2 separate regions of the Mus musculus genome follow, and region 2 is linked to region 1. A link is a contact called in public HiChIP or PLAC-seq data. All regions are on one chromosome and are shown on one strand. The core of a region is the stretch at or near the end of the contact, and the rest is flanking DNA. Distances in the headings are between cores, read along the strand shown. Region 1 overlaps Rps6ka1 (ribosomal protein S6 kinase polypeptide 1). Region 2 holds the start of Arid1a (AT rich interactive domain 1A (SWI-like)).

Region 1 (6,345 bases), core at 3,645-6,144:
GCTCTGTCACCAGGTACACGTGCTTACCATCATCGTACACCTGCCAGAGACCGCGCCATCAGCCTGCGGCCCTCATAGCCAGCCCTCCAGACAAGCAGGCTCAGGGCTGGGTTCTGCCACGTGTCAGTGGCCCACCACCCATCTGGGCTTCCATCTTGCTGGATAGTGGGTGCTGACATCATGGGTGACGACGGTTAGAAAACCCCTCCCTCAGGGGAGGGCTCAGGGACCCCTGTCTCCTCTCATGCGTGCTGGGAGGAGGCCCCAAAGTCAAAAACATGGGGTCTCTCAGTCAAATCCCAGCCCCAACCTGGCTTCTATGATTCCGTCCCCACTCACATCTTTCAGGGTGATGATGTTGGGGTGCTGGCCATACCGCAGAAGAATCTCAATCTCTTCTGAGGGATCTCTTTTGCTCTTGTCGATGACCTGAAGAGAACGGGAGGCCATAGCAACGTCAGGGGCAAAGGCCCGTGGTGTGAGCCTCTTTGTATTGTTATGGAGGCCAGACCACGGGGCCAGGGAGAACTGAGCAGCCGTTCACCTGTCATTGTCCACAGACACTCCCCATCATTTTGCCACAGGTACACACTGGCCTTACCCCGAGCCCAGCAGCCTTAGCAGAGCTATGGTTCGGAGGCTCACCTTGACAGCATACTCCATGTTGGTGGCCTTGTGGACACAACGCTTACACACAGAGTAGGAGCCCACGCCGATCGTCTCCTTTACTACGTAGCCGTCACTGAAAACCAAGTTCTTCCCGTGGAGTTGCTGCAGGAGACACGAGTCAGCCTGACCCCGGATGCTACGGTGCAGGGGTCATTCCTAACATCAGGCCTTGGCTCGGTAGAGGTGGCATGGCAAAAGAGAAACAGCCACAAGACCTGAGTGTCATCTGACCTGTGTGGCCTCAGTCAGGAGTCTGCCCCTCTCTGAGCCTCCGTTTTTACTCTGCAACGGGCCAAGTGTCTCCTCTAGAGTCTGGCCAACTTGTAAGCTAAGCCCAGGCCATGAGCTCTGATGTTAAGAAGTTCCTATCTGTTTTTAGCCAATAGTCAGGGCCATTCGGAGACAGGTATCAAGGATCGTGTTATCAATCACTAGCGGGTTTACATATGGGGACCGTGAGGGTCCAAGAGACTGGAGGTCGTCTGGGTCCCAGAGGCGTGACCGGCCAGCTCCACAGCCTGTGTTCTTAGCTCTTCTGTTTAGGGCAACCGAGCAGCAGGGCCCAGCTCCCTCACCTGTACCACCGAGTGTAGGGGGGCCTGAGTGGTCCGAGGCTTGCCGTCGTCCTCCATCAGACCAGTGGCCACGAAGCTGAAGCCACGGAACAGCTGATGGGCACCAGCACTGGGAGGGATGCCTGGCGAATCTGTCAAGCAGAGGACATGGGCGTGAGCGGGTACCCTTGAAGCCTGCAGTCCAGGACAGGGAGACTGCCGGGACCGTGGCCTGCTTCAGCAGGCAGCCCTGGAGGGAGCATGTTGAAGGCTCATCTATCCCAGGCCTTGGCCTGTCTGTTAACATGTGTGGCTCAGTGGTATAGCACCTGCCTACATCCTACAATGTAGGTTCGATTTCCAGCATCACGAAAAAAACACAAACACATTCAGTGTTAGATCTCCATGAAACATGGGACAAGTCTTAGACCCGTGGCTCCTCCCAGGGCTCTCCACCCAGCCCTCAGCCTAAACCTCTCCCTCCCAGTACTGGGCTTCCTCTTCTCTTTCCTCAGCCTGATAAATAACTCAACTATTTTGGCTACTCTGGTCTCTTGACCCAGGCCACCCCTCTTGGTCACCGGCCCCTCTCTTGTTTCCCCCCCTACCGTGGTCCAGTTTAGTCTGCCGGCCATGTTCCATCAGAACTCTTCCCTCTGCCTGCCTTCTCCCCTGTATCTACAATAAAAACCCCCTCTGTGCTTTGGGAGGAGCCATGGTCTCCTCTGACTTCATTTTTCATCCACATACTAAATGAATGTGTAGCTGTGCATGACGGCACGTGCCTGCAATCTCAGCCCTCAGCAGGCAGAGTCAGGATTGCTCCAGATGGAGGCCAGACTGGGTTACACAGAGAGTTCTAAGCCAGCCTGAGCCACAGAAAGAAATCCTGTCTTAAAAACTCCAAATAATCAATTAACAAACACAATATAAGCAAACCAACACGTGCTTAGACTGGTCCAGACCTGTCACGTGAAGACTGTAAGAGCCCCACACCCAGCCTCCTGCTCAGGCCAGGCCCAGGATACCTCTTCCCACCCTCCCCACCTCAGGTCCATCCCCTTCTTAGGCCTATTCTCAGCACAGCTAGAGGGACAGTTCCAACCAAGAAGTCTGGGGCCACCTGTGTTCTACACTCATCAAGGGACTGCTCACCCCACCCCCACCCCCAAGTCTGGCAAGTGAGATCCACGTGGCCTCAGCCTCGTTCCTCCCCTTTGGGAACTCAGTCCCGATGAACTCCACACACTCAAGAGTGTCTCGGTGTCGCTACACACGCCGTTCTCCTGGATTAGATAAGCCACTCCTTGTCCATCATTCAAGTCTTAGCTACCTTCCTTTCCCTGAGAAGGCTACCTGATGATGTCGCTCCTCTGACCCTCTATAATCCTTCCCACTGACACCTGAGCTACATGGTTCTGTCTGGTTCACAATCCACCATTCTCACTACGGCTGGCATAGAGCGGGGACCTGGTATGGACTTGGCAGATAAATAAGGGGAAGACAAGACAGCTGTGAAGTGATGCGCTTCCAGTCAACAATGGTGTGCAAGTTACACAGAGGGAACGATCACCCTCTAAGAAGACACCTCAGGGGCTGGTGAGATGGCTCAGTGGGTAAGAGCACCCGACTGCTCTTCCGAAGGTCCGGAGTTCAAATCCCAGCAACCACATGGTGGCTCACAACCATTCGTAATGAGATCTGACTCCCTCTTCTGGAGTGCCTGAAGACAGCTACAATGTACTTACATAAAATAAGTAAATAAATTAAAAAAAAAAAAAAAAGACACCTCAGAACTAACACACACCTCCCCACCCACTGGCAGTATCTGGCTGGACGTCAGGTTTCCCAGCTCATCCAGCCTGTGGGCACCGTCTCCTCTGCTCTGCCGAGGCCTCTCCATCACAGGTCTGCCCGGTCAGATTCCTCATGTCTGATGCAAGTGCAGGCCTTGTGTGTTTAGTGGTCCCAGTGGGCTGGAAGATGCCTGGGGCAGGGGGTCCTGACTTTCCTGTTGTGGCCTAAACCACCCCCACACTTCAGTCCCTCACCGAGAAACAAAGCAGCCCACAGAAGCCCATGGAAGTAGTCGGGTCGCATGAAGTCAGGATGGAGCATGAAGCCCACGGGGCCAGATACTGCCTATCTACCCACACACCTGGGCTTCCAGAATCCTCGATCACCTCTGTAGCCCAGGGTTCCCCAAAGATCTGCTACCCAGCCCAAGACAGACAAGTCAGGTCAGGAACGTACCCCTGGGTGTGCGTGACGTGAACTCGGTATCAAAGTAGAAGGTGTCGTCGGGCTGGGCCACAGCCGGCTTGAAAGGGGGCTTGATCTCACGCCGGTAGAGCTTCTGTAAGGTGGGGTATATGCTCTGGTCACCATGGTGACCCCACAGCCTGCTAGCAGCCCCGACAGGAAGAGTAGAAGCTATGCTGCTCAGTGGATAACAGCAAGGGAGAGCAGCCTTCAAGGGCGTGAAGTCACCCCTCCAAGGGCATGTTAAGGGCTGCTCACCTTCTACCTCCCACAGCTGAGGCCACGGTTGGCAGGGGCCCCTCCCCCACCCTTCCTGCGTCCATCACAGGGCACAGGCACGGGCACTCACATTCCAGTCAATGGTGGAGTAGAAGATATGTCTCTTAATTTCCTCTGCCCCATCAGGGCCCGAGCCTGAAAGAAGCCAAATGAAGCCAACCTCAGACACCCATTCTGTCTTCCAGGCTCTGGACCAGCTGCTACCGTGGAGGGCAGCAGGGGTTCACCATGTCCTGCGTCAGTACCCACTACCCTGAAGCCTGGAGCCCGCTCAGTATTTCCTATGTTACGGAGCTTCTGCTGGTGTACTGAGGAAGGAGGGGCCAGGCAGGACGGGAAGCCTGTCCAAGCATTAATCCTGACAGAAGCTGGACTGACTTCTTTTGAGATCTAACAAGGGCCTTCATCCACTCCCGCCACAGGCCCCCCTCCTCTCTGCCCTTCTTTTCCTACTGCCTCTCGTCTTTATCCCTGAGACAAACGCTCATTCGATTCAACCCAGGGACCTGGACTGGACCTTAGCTGGTTGTGATCCAGATAAAGCCAGCATCCAAAAACCTCGGCAAATACTGTATACTTCACTGAACAACAGGAATGTCCTTCTCTCATCAAAGATCCCCGGGAGCCAGGGCAGAATCAGTGTCTCCACTGACACAGGAACCTGGGGCTCGGAAAGGTGGGGTCCCCTGCCATAGCGCAGGCTCATAAACCGTATTCAATCCCTCAGCAAATGTTTACAGTACTGCTGGGTGCCGGGCAGCGGGGACAGACACAGCTAGGCCTGAGACCTTTCTCGCTCCTAAGCTCCTGCGCCTTCCCTTGAGCCAGCAACCTTGGCAGAGAAGCTGTGTGGGGGCCTGTGTCCTTGTCCCTGAGGGGGTATGAATGACTCAGTTCCTGCCTTCCCCCCACACAGGTCACCCTCCCAGCACCATACATGGAACCAGAAAATAGGGTGGCCAGCAGCATTGTCTGCTCACACAAAGGACAACAGCTCCTTTCAGTCCTAGATGTGGCCCCGTGGCCTAGGCTGCAGCTGTACCCTGATCCTCACCGCCATGTCCCCTCCTCTGAGCTGGGGTTGCTTACCAAGCCGATTGGCAGGATTCCTCTTGAACAGGGCCCGCAGGAGGCTCTGGGCTTCCGTGCTCAGAAACTGGGGCATGCCTAGCTTCGCCCTGGAACAGCCACAGGTCTCATCAGGGCTGAGCCCCACCCAGGAGTCCCAGAGCCCCTTCCCTTTCTCTTTTCCAGCTCAGTCCAGAGAAGCCAGCCACTAACTCACCTCCCAGAGACATTAAGAACACTTCCCACTGGCCCTGGCAGACAGCAAGGGTCTGCAGACAGGGAAAAAGCAATTCACTGGCCCTGCAACTGGGGTGGGATTAGGGAGAACTTGGAGGGCCAGGCAGTGTTGGTGCTTACTTCAAAATCAAGGTCATGGTCTCCTTCCGGTCCTTCCCCTGGAAGGGCAGGGAGCCCGTCAGCATCTCAAACTTCGGGGGGAAAAGGAAACATATAGGTGTGGCCTTGTTCTCTGTCTCCCACACATCCCTCCCCCTCCTTCCCGGGCTACCCTGCTGCAGTCCGGGGATTCTTGCTGGCCTGTTAAGACTTTACAGTCTAAGTCTAGCTGCAGCAAGGCCTGTGCCTGCCTCTGCCCCCCTCCCAACCTAGAACCCAGGAGCAGCACTAAAGCCAGAGGAAGGAAGCAGAGGAGAGTTCCCAAGTTAGGTGAGGGGTGGTACTTCAGGCAGGTGGACTAAAGCCCGCGGCTCTTCGAGGGAAACAAAGTACAACAGTGTGCAGCAGAGCCCGGACACTCACCATCAGCACCCCATAGGACCACCAGTCTGCACTGTGGGTGTGACCCTGGCGGTTGACAACCTCGGGCGCCATGTACTCCACTGTCCCGCAGAAGGAGTAAGCCTTCTTCTCATGGTCTATGGCCTCCTTGCTCAGGCCAAAGTCTGCAGCATGGAGGGCAGAGAAGTCACTTCTAGGATCCCTGCCACGCCCACGGCTACCACACTTAGCTCCTCTGACCGGAGCCAGGTATCACCAAGGTTGTCAGTGAGAGCTCAGTCTGCTCTGAGACCTAGGGAGCCTCGAGAGATGGCTCAGCAGTTAAGAATATTGGCTGTTCTTCCAGACAACCCAGGTTCCATTCCCAGCTCCCACACGATGGTTAACAACCAGGTGCAGGCAACTCTAGCCTCTTTGGGCAACACATGCATGAGGTACAGATACAAATATAGGCAAAACTCCCATACACACACAAAAAATAACTAAGTAACAAGGCCTAGGTTTTTGGCATGTATGTAACTGGCATCGTCTCCCAGGAAACACAGCCATCAGCTGAGACCTATCAGACAGAGCCTGGTTATCCTCCCCAGAGCCCAAAGGAGCAGGTGCCCTTCACTCACCAGTGAGTTTGATGTGGCCCTCCTCATCCAAAAGGATACTGTAACAGAGAGACAGGAGTCAGGAATCCTTAGCTGCAGGCACTGTGCAGGTTCTAGCAGTAACCTTGGGGTGGAGAGACTTGGGCCTGACCAGAAGAAGGGTTTGGTCCAACTCT
Region 2 (6,443 bases), core at 2,484-4,983, 110 kb before region 1:
AATATCCAGAATATCCTCGGGTACATGAGACCCTGACTCAAAAGGAACACACACACTCCCGATTACTTCCTCTAATAAATAGTTCTCAAGAAACGTAAATTTCTTAATCAAAACAAAAGTGAGAAAAATACGCATAACAAGATGACTTGGCATGTGTGCACAGTCTTTAAGTCAGAACTCATCCCCCAGACAGCAGGGGAAACCTGCCTATCTGCCCATTCTCACAGGTGAAGAACATGAGGGAAGGCTGGAGCACCACAGCAGAGCTGCTTTACAGGACTATTCTCAAAGTTCCCAGCTCAACACAAGAGCACAAAAGTCGGTGGGGGACAGGGAGGGGACACAGGAACCACAGTTCCTCATGAACAAGATCCAGCAACAGCACAACTGCTAGGGATGGGAACCTGGGGGTGGGGAGGGGCTGCTGCCCTCTTTGAAAAGATGACTCCAGAGGGGATCTGATAACCCAGAGAGAAGCAAGCAAAGAAAAGGAGACAAAATGTACAAAAAAGGCACGGAAAGGTGGCAAAGTCGTAGCCCTGACTGCCACTGTTCATCATCTTTACACCATAGAAGGGGGGGGGGGGGAGTCACACAACTTAAGATACAAAGAAAAATATTGGCAAGTCTCTATTTTAAAGCTCTCAAGTAACTGATGACAAAACAGAGATATTCCAGAAACAATTCAGAAAAATCCTAAACCAAGCCTTCAGGAGGAAAAACTCTCTCCCTGGACCAAGAAGGCCATCTGCATCCCCTCCTTCAACTGAGCTGTTCCCCCCCAAAGTTCAATTAACAAAAGGAAGTGTTAACAAGATTCAACGTGTAAACAAAGAGACAAGCCTTGCAGAACTCTTGAACCTAATATCAAATTATCAGGCCGCTCCCAGCTCTCAGCAAAATATTAACAAAAATCGTCTTCCCCTACAGATCCTACATTTGCTTTTCATAAAAAAATAGCCAGTAAAATAATTTCAGTTCTGTAACTCAACAGTATAAGTGAACAGTGTCAAAAACTACTCAAGACAAATGTATCTTCAGCGCCATCAAAGAACTCATTTATACCATCAGGAAAGTAACAAAAACGAAAACAAACAGCAAACCCATTGTAGAGAAAAACTCAGCTACTGTTCCAACAACACAGAATCTATTTCAGACTGCATAAAACATAACAAGCAAAATAAATCCAAGGTGCAAGCAAAATGCCATCGCCTCCTCTTTTGTTTCAGGCACAATGTAACAAGGGCAGCCTGTCTGGGACTCTGCTCCTGCTGATACAGTATTGCTGCTTAAACCTCCCTCCTCAAGGTCACAGCCAATTTCAGCTCTGGAATAAAAGGCGGATAGTGGCAGCGAAGGTTTGGGTTATCACTGGCAGAAAAGCAGAGTGTAAAAGTTTATGAGCTCATCAGGATTGTTGTACCATTACATCAGAGGCAATTATAAATGGCCAAGAGCAGAAGATGGGGAGCCAATCAGATCACAGATAGGATGTCAACCTAAGACCAACTGTCTCCTGGCTTTGACAGAAGGATTTTACCTCCATAATTCAAATCCCAAACCAAAGCAATCTGCACTTACTACTCCAATCACTCTGTGTTTACCAGCACTTCAGAGAGAAGCCCAGGCCACTGGGCCGCCGGAGACTGAGGCAAGAGGTGGCCCCGGCGGCCCAGAGCGAACCACAGTCGGCCTCGAGCTGCCCCCAAGCAGGCCCCAGCTCTCCCCCGAGGTCCCCCGAGCCCTAGGGGCCACTCTTTAAAAGCGTATATTGGGGAACGGCCTAGAGGAAGGCAAGGGGGATCAGAGGAGCGGCAGGTGAGCAAGAAAACGTTGCTTCTTTCTCCCGGATTCATGACACTGCCTACACCCCTAACCTGAACCCCCAGCACCCCCCCCCGCGACCGGGCCTGGCCCTTCCAGGCACACTTTGCTCTGCACCCCCCTGGAGACCCCCAGAGTTCGAAAGGACCAGCGGAGGAGGAGAAACCGGACAGACACCCCTGGAAAAGCCCCACACAAAGGCTGATCGAGGGAAGGAGAGGAAGGCAGACAGGCAGCCATTTTAAGAGAGAAGAGCCAGACAATGGCAGCTCCCCGGCAGTGGGGGCCCAAGCCCGAGGGGAGCCCACGGCCGGGGCCTGCTTCCCCGCAGCCGCCACCCAGCCCACCCCCCGGCCCCGCTGGCCCCAGCCCCCTCCCCGCTCGGCTGTGTACCTGAGGGGTCCGGGCGAGCGGCTGCCCCCCGCCGCCGCTGCTCCCGGGGCTCATGGGCGCGTGGTGGCTCCTTTGTTGGGCCCCTCCCGAGACGGCCGCTGCCGCCGCCGCCGCCGCCGCCGCAGCCCCCCAGCACTGCGAGGCCATGTCCGCCGGGCCTTTGCCCGCGCCCCCGTCCTGGGGCCCGCCGCCGTAGTCGCCCCCGGGGTAGCCCTGGTAGCCACGGGCCGAGCTGGGCGACGTGAGCAGTTGGTTGAGGGTGGGGGTGGCGGTGGGCTGGGGAGTTCCCCCGCCGGCCGCTGAGGGGCCGCCTCCCCCCATGGCCCCGAAGCGCTGCTGTGCGAAGGACGAAGACGACGAGGAGGCAGAGGCGCTGGAGGAGGGAGGCGGCTTGGAGCCGGCGGCCGCCGCCGCGCCGGAGCCCGGAGTGCCACCTCTCGGGGAGCTCAGCGCGTAGGCCTGGGGAGGCGGGGGGTAGGCGCTGCGGTTGGGGTAGTAGGAGTTGTACTGGTGGTTGGGGAAGCCGTGGTCGTGCGAGTTCTGCTGGGGCCCGGCGTAGGGCTCCAAGCCCCCGCCGCCGCCGCTCTGCAGCGCTGCCAGGCCAGGGCTTTGTTGTCCGCCATGTTGTTGGTGGAAGACGGCGGCCGCCGCGGCGGCGACGGCAGACGGGCTCCGGCCGTAGGCTTGCCCGAAGCCGTAGGCTGGGGGCGGCAGGGCGGCCGCGGCCGAGTGAGGAGGCGCCCCCACCCCGTCGCTGCTGCTGCTGCCGCCGCCGCCGCCGCCGCCGGGCGGCTCCGGGAGGTTATTGTTCAGGGCGGGCCTAGGGCCCGCGTTCCCGTTCGAGTTCTTCAGGTCCGGCTCCGCGCCGGGCCCGCCGCCGCTGCCGGCTCCGCCGCCGCCGCCACCCCCATTGCTCTCGGCCCCGTCCTGCAGCTCCTTTCCCAGCGGCTGCGGCGGCCCCACGGCGGGGCCCTCGCTCTCCTGCCCGGCGGCTGCCTTCATTTCCCCGCGCTCGGCCGCTGCCGCCGCCGCCTCGCCCCCCGCCTCCTCCCGCTGTTGCTGCTCGGCTTTCTTCAGCTCCGAGGGCGGCGGCGGCGGGTTGCCCAGGCTGCTGGCGGCGGCGGGGGCGACCTGCGCGGCCATGATCCCCGCTGTCTCGTCCGCGGAGAGACCCGGCCCTGTCTTCGTCTTCTCCCCCCTCCCACCCCGCCCCGGGGCCGAGTCCCCCGGGCTGCCCTCCCCACCCGCCCGGGCGGGCCTCGCGGGGCTCCGCTGCTGCGCTGCGCTCGCTCCTCTCCCCCCCGCCCCGCCGGCTCAGGCTCCGGGCTGGCGGCGGAGGAGGAGGAGGAGGCGGCGGCGGCAGCCGAGGCGCCGGCGGCTCAGCTGCTCCGGGCTCTGGCGGCTCGGGACCCGGCTCTCCCGGCTCATTCCCCCCAAGCCCTTGCCTGGGAATGAGGGGGGCGGTGGAGGCTCCGCTCCCCAGGGCCTGGCCCCGCTGTGACTCTCCGCTTTCTGCTGCCGGAGAAAGGAGGAGGGAGGGAGGGAGGGAGGCGAGGGGGAGGGGGCGGGAAAGGAGGGAGGGAGCGGGGGGGGAGGGGGGACCCGGGACGGGCGGGCGGGCGGGCGGGCTGGAGGGCGCGCGGCGGCGGACGGGGCGCCGGGAGGCAGAGTAGGAGCGCTGCTCTGGCGGGCGCCCTGCCTCGCCTCCCCGGCCGCGGCTCGGGCCGAGGCTGCTGCTTGGCGGCGGGCGGGCGGGCGAGAGAGCGAACGAGAGAGCGGGCGGGCGGGCGGCGGGACTGAGCAGCTAGAGCGCCCCACTCTCCTCCGAGTCCCCCTCACTCCGACACGAGGCTCAGCACTGCCATTTTACCCAGCGCCGTCGCGGCCGCCTGAAAAACCAGGACTGGAGCGCGGAGCGGGCGCAGGCCGTGGAATGGACTCGCTCCCTTCCCCTCACAAAGGAGGAGGGGAGAGAAGGAGCCGCGGCGGCGGCGGCAAGCCCTCAGCCTCTTTCGCTCGGCTGCGCCGCCGCCGAAGGCTTCGGGGAAAACCCGGCCCGGAGCCCGCGCCTCCGGAGCCTGCGCCGCCTCGCTCGCCGCGTTCCCAGCCTGGCCTGTCCCCTCCCGGCCGCTCCAAAGGGAGCGGGCCGCGTGAACTTTACCCGCGCCTGCAAAATTGGCCTGAGCCCGAAACCGCGGCCGCCGCGGCCGGGACCTGACCCCCTGGCACCGGGCCTGGGCTCTTGGCTGCGACTTAGCACCTCCGCAGCACTTTTCTTCTTCAAAGCCTTTTGCAGACCTGCTCTAGAGACCCAGCTGAGCGAGCCCTGCTTTTCCCCCCCTTTGGCTAGCCCCAAAGGAGGACTGACCATTGTTCAAACTATCGGTTCTCCCGTGCCCTGCCCTCATTAGCCCTCTCTGACAAGGCCCTGGGGGCATGAGGTCTGGATTATCTCCCCCCCCCCCATTTTACCAACAGACTGAAGGGAGGGGACTGCCCAGGTCACTTAAAGTCAGAGGGCAGAAGTGTGTGGCTATAAAAAGTGGAGTGAGTGGCCGAAGCCGCATCTTGTCTACTTAGCCAGAGAAAAGGAGGAAAAGAGAAAAGAAAGGCACTTACGTTGTGAACAAATCCAACCACCGGATCAGATCAGTGTCAGGAGGTTTGAAAATCAAACGTGGTCATCCCACCACTTCTCTTAAAATGGTGGCTACTGATGCGTTGGGGGCTTAAGACAGTCCTCCAGGCAAACCAAGCTCCATTAGCACTTCCTAAGGGAACCTAGCTCACAATGGCCAGTAGCCCAATCTTCAAAGGCAAGTACCTTGGAAGACTGTAAACAGCCCACAGAAGAGGCTCCAGGGACTGAAAGAACCTCTGTTCAAAAACCACTGCAGAAGAGGGATGCAGAAAATGGAAACCATTTTCTCTATAAAGAGAGAAAAAGAGCCTAACAGGTCACACAGAAAACGGATGCCCCTCAGATCTGCTGTCTATCCTAAGGTGTAAGACTCCTTGAAGTTTACCAGAGACCCTAAGGCCAGGTTTATCTGTGAAGATCAAGGCATTCGCGGAAAAGCTCAGAGTTGTCCAGACCTACAGGCCTCACCAGTTCCACAGCAGCCTTTTCTTCTCAGGCAGGCCTGGAATGCTCTGACAGGGCAAGCCAGGAGAAACCAGAGGGAATTCCAGCGTCTCACCAGGACCAAGACTGCCTTGGGAAAGCATCAATGACAAAGGCCTCTTTTCCTCCCAGATTTTATAAATGGAGACTTTGGACCACAGACCATTATTTTAGAACTTGTGGGCTCTGCAGGCCCCTGGAGTTCTGATCATGTCATGGGTCAACAGAAATAATTCTGAAAGGCTAAGTCATTTCTTCTACCCCCAAGAAAAATCAAGAACACCCCACATTACAAACCTTCCGTAGTAAACTGAGAATGGAGCCATGGCCAGAGCCCCTCTGCTCTCCCATCCCCCAACCAAGAACCAAACCAACCTGCCAAGGCGATGGAACTGGCTGGTATGGACCAGTTTTCATTCACGGCCCTCAGAAGCACAACTCTAGTGGTGCATTAGGTCCTAGAAACCAAATTATAGGCTGCCTCATAAATGGAGCTTTGCTATTTAATCAACTGCCTCGGAGCTGCCAAACAGTCCTGAGTCCCGCACACAAATGAGGAATTTTTTACATGCAATTACCCTGCCATTTTCCTCGGAACTGGGGTGTAATGGGAAACCTGGAGCCCAGTGAAAATCTGGAAGCGAGAATGGATTTGTCTTCAAGGAAAGTCCACATGGCCTTCTTCCATGGCCGTGCATATGGAAAGCGCCAAAATCCCTTTCCCTACACGTGGTCACGCTGTTTTGAAAACAGTCACCATTTTAATCTAGCAATGAGGCAAAGTGCATAAAAATATATCCACCTGGGTCAGGAGAGGTAGTGTTTTTCTTCTTCTCTACTTTTCTTTAAAAAAAAAAATCTCAAATCCTTAGAGTCCCTTCCTCTCTAAGATCTACAACATTAACCTAAGACTGCTGGGCTGAGGAACTTTCTTAGAAACTGGTCCATCCGCTTTCCCCAGGGGCACTGGGAAGGAGAAGGGGGAGGGGAGGAGCGGGCACGTGGCTGGCCCGAGCAGCGAGACCCCGACTCGGGGCCGTGGGTCCTCCCCTCGGTGGGTATTTTTCCCCCACAGCCCCTGCCTTTTCACCCCACACCCAGG

The links. HiChIP or PLAC-seq counts read pairs in DNA pulled down with a chosen protein or histone mark.
Region 2: a contact with region 1 is called in an H3K27ac HiChIP or PLAC-seq map of embryonic stem cells, with 5 read pairs. The contact joins the promoter of Arid1a here to the enhancer-like site in region 1. A contact is called at or near these places in 6 of 115 datasets of contacts at active chromatin or transcription factors (the SCID.adh cell line, bone marrow-derived macrophages, effector CD8 T cells and 2 more) and 3 of 9 other capture datasets (adipose tissue, liver and pancreatic islet).

What each region holds. Positions count from the first base shown.
Region 1 is chr4:133,860,172-133,866,516 of GRCm38.p6, forward strand. It overlaps Rps6ka1 (ribosomal protein S6 kinase polypeptide 1), which reads right to left. Exons shown (of 22, transcript NM_009097.5): 8 at 6,191-6,228; 9 at 5,592-5,734; 10 at 5,190-5,260; 11 at 4,854-4,942; 12 at 3,835-3,899; 13 at 3,477-3,579; 14 at 1,245-1,375; 15 at 646-771; 16 at 340-429; 17 at 1-40. Among named protein-coding and RNA genes, the nearest start is that of Gm12977, 8.6 kb to the right of the region's middle. Within about 2 kb of position 4,895, at least 72 of the 459 cell types and tissues checked have an H3K27ac peak or open chromatin away from gene starts, as enhancers often do. A contact at or near this core is called in embryonic stem cells, where this site is marked.
Region 2 is chr4:133,750,252-133,756,694 of GRCm38.p6, forward strand. It overlaps Arid1a (AT rich interactive domain 1A (SWI-like)), which reads right to left and starts at 3,734. Exons shown (of 20, transcript NM_001080819.2): 1 at 2,218-3,734. The coding sequence starts at 3,360.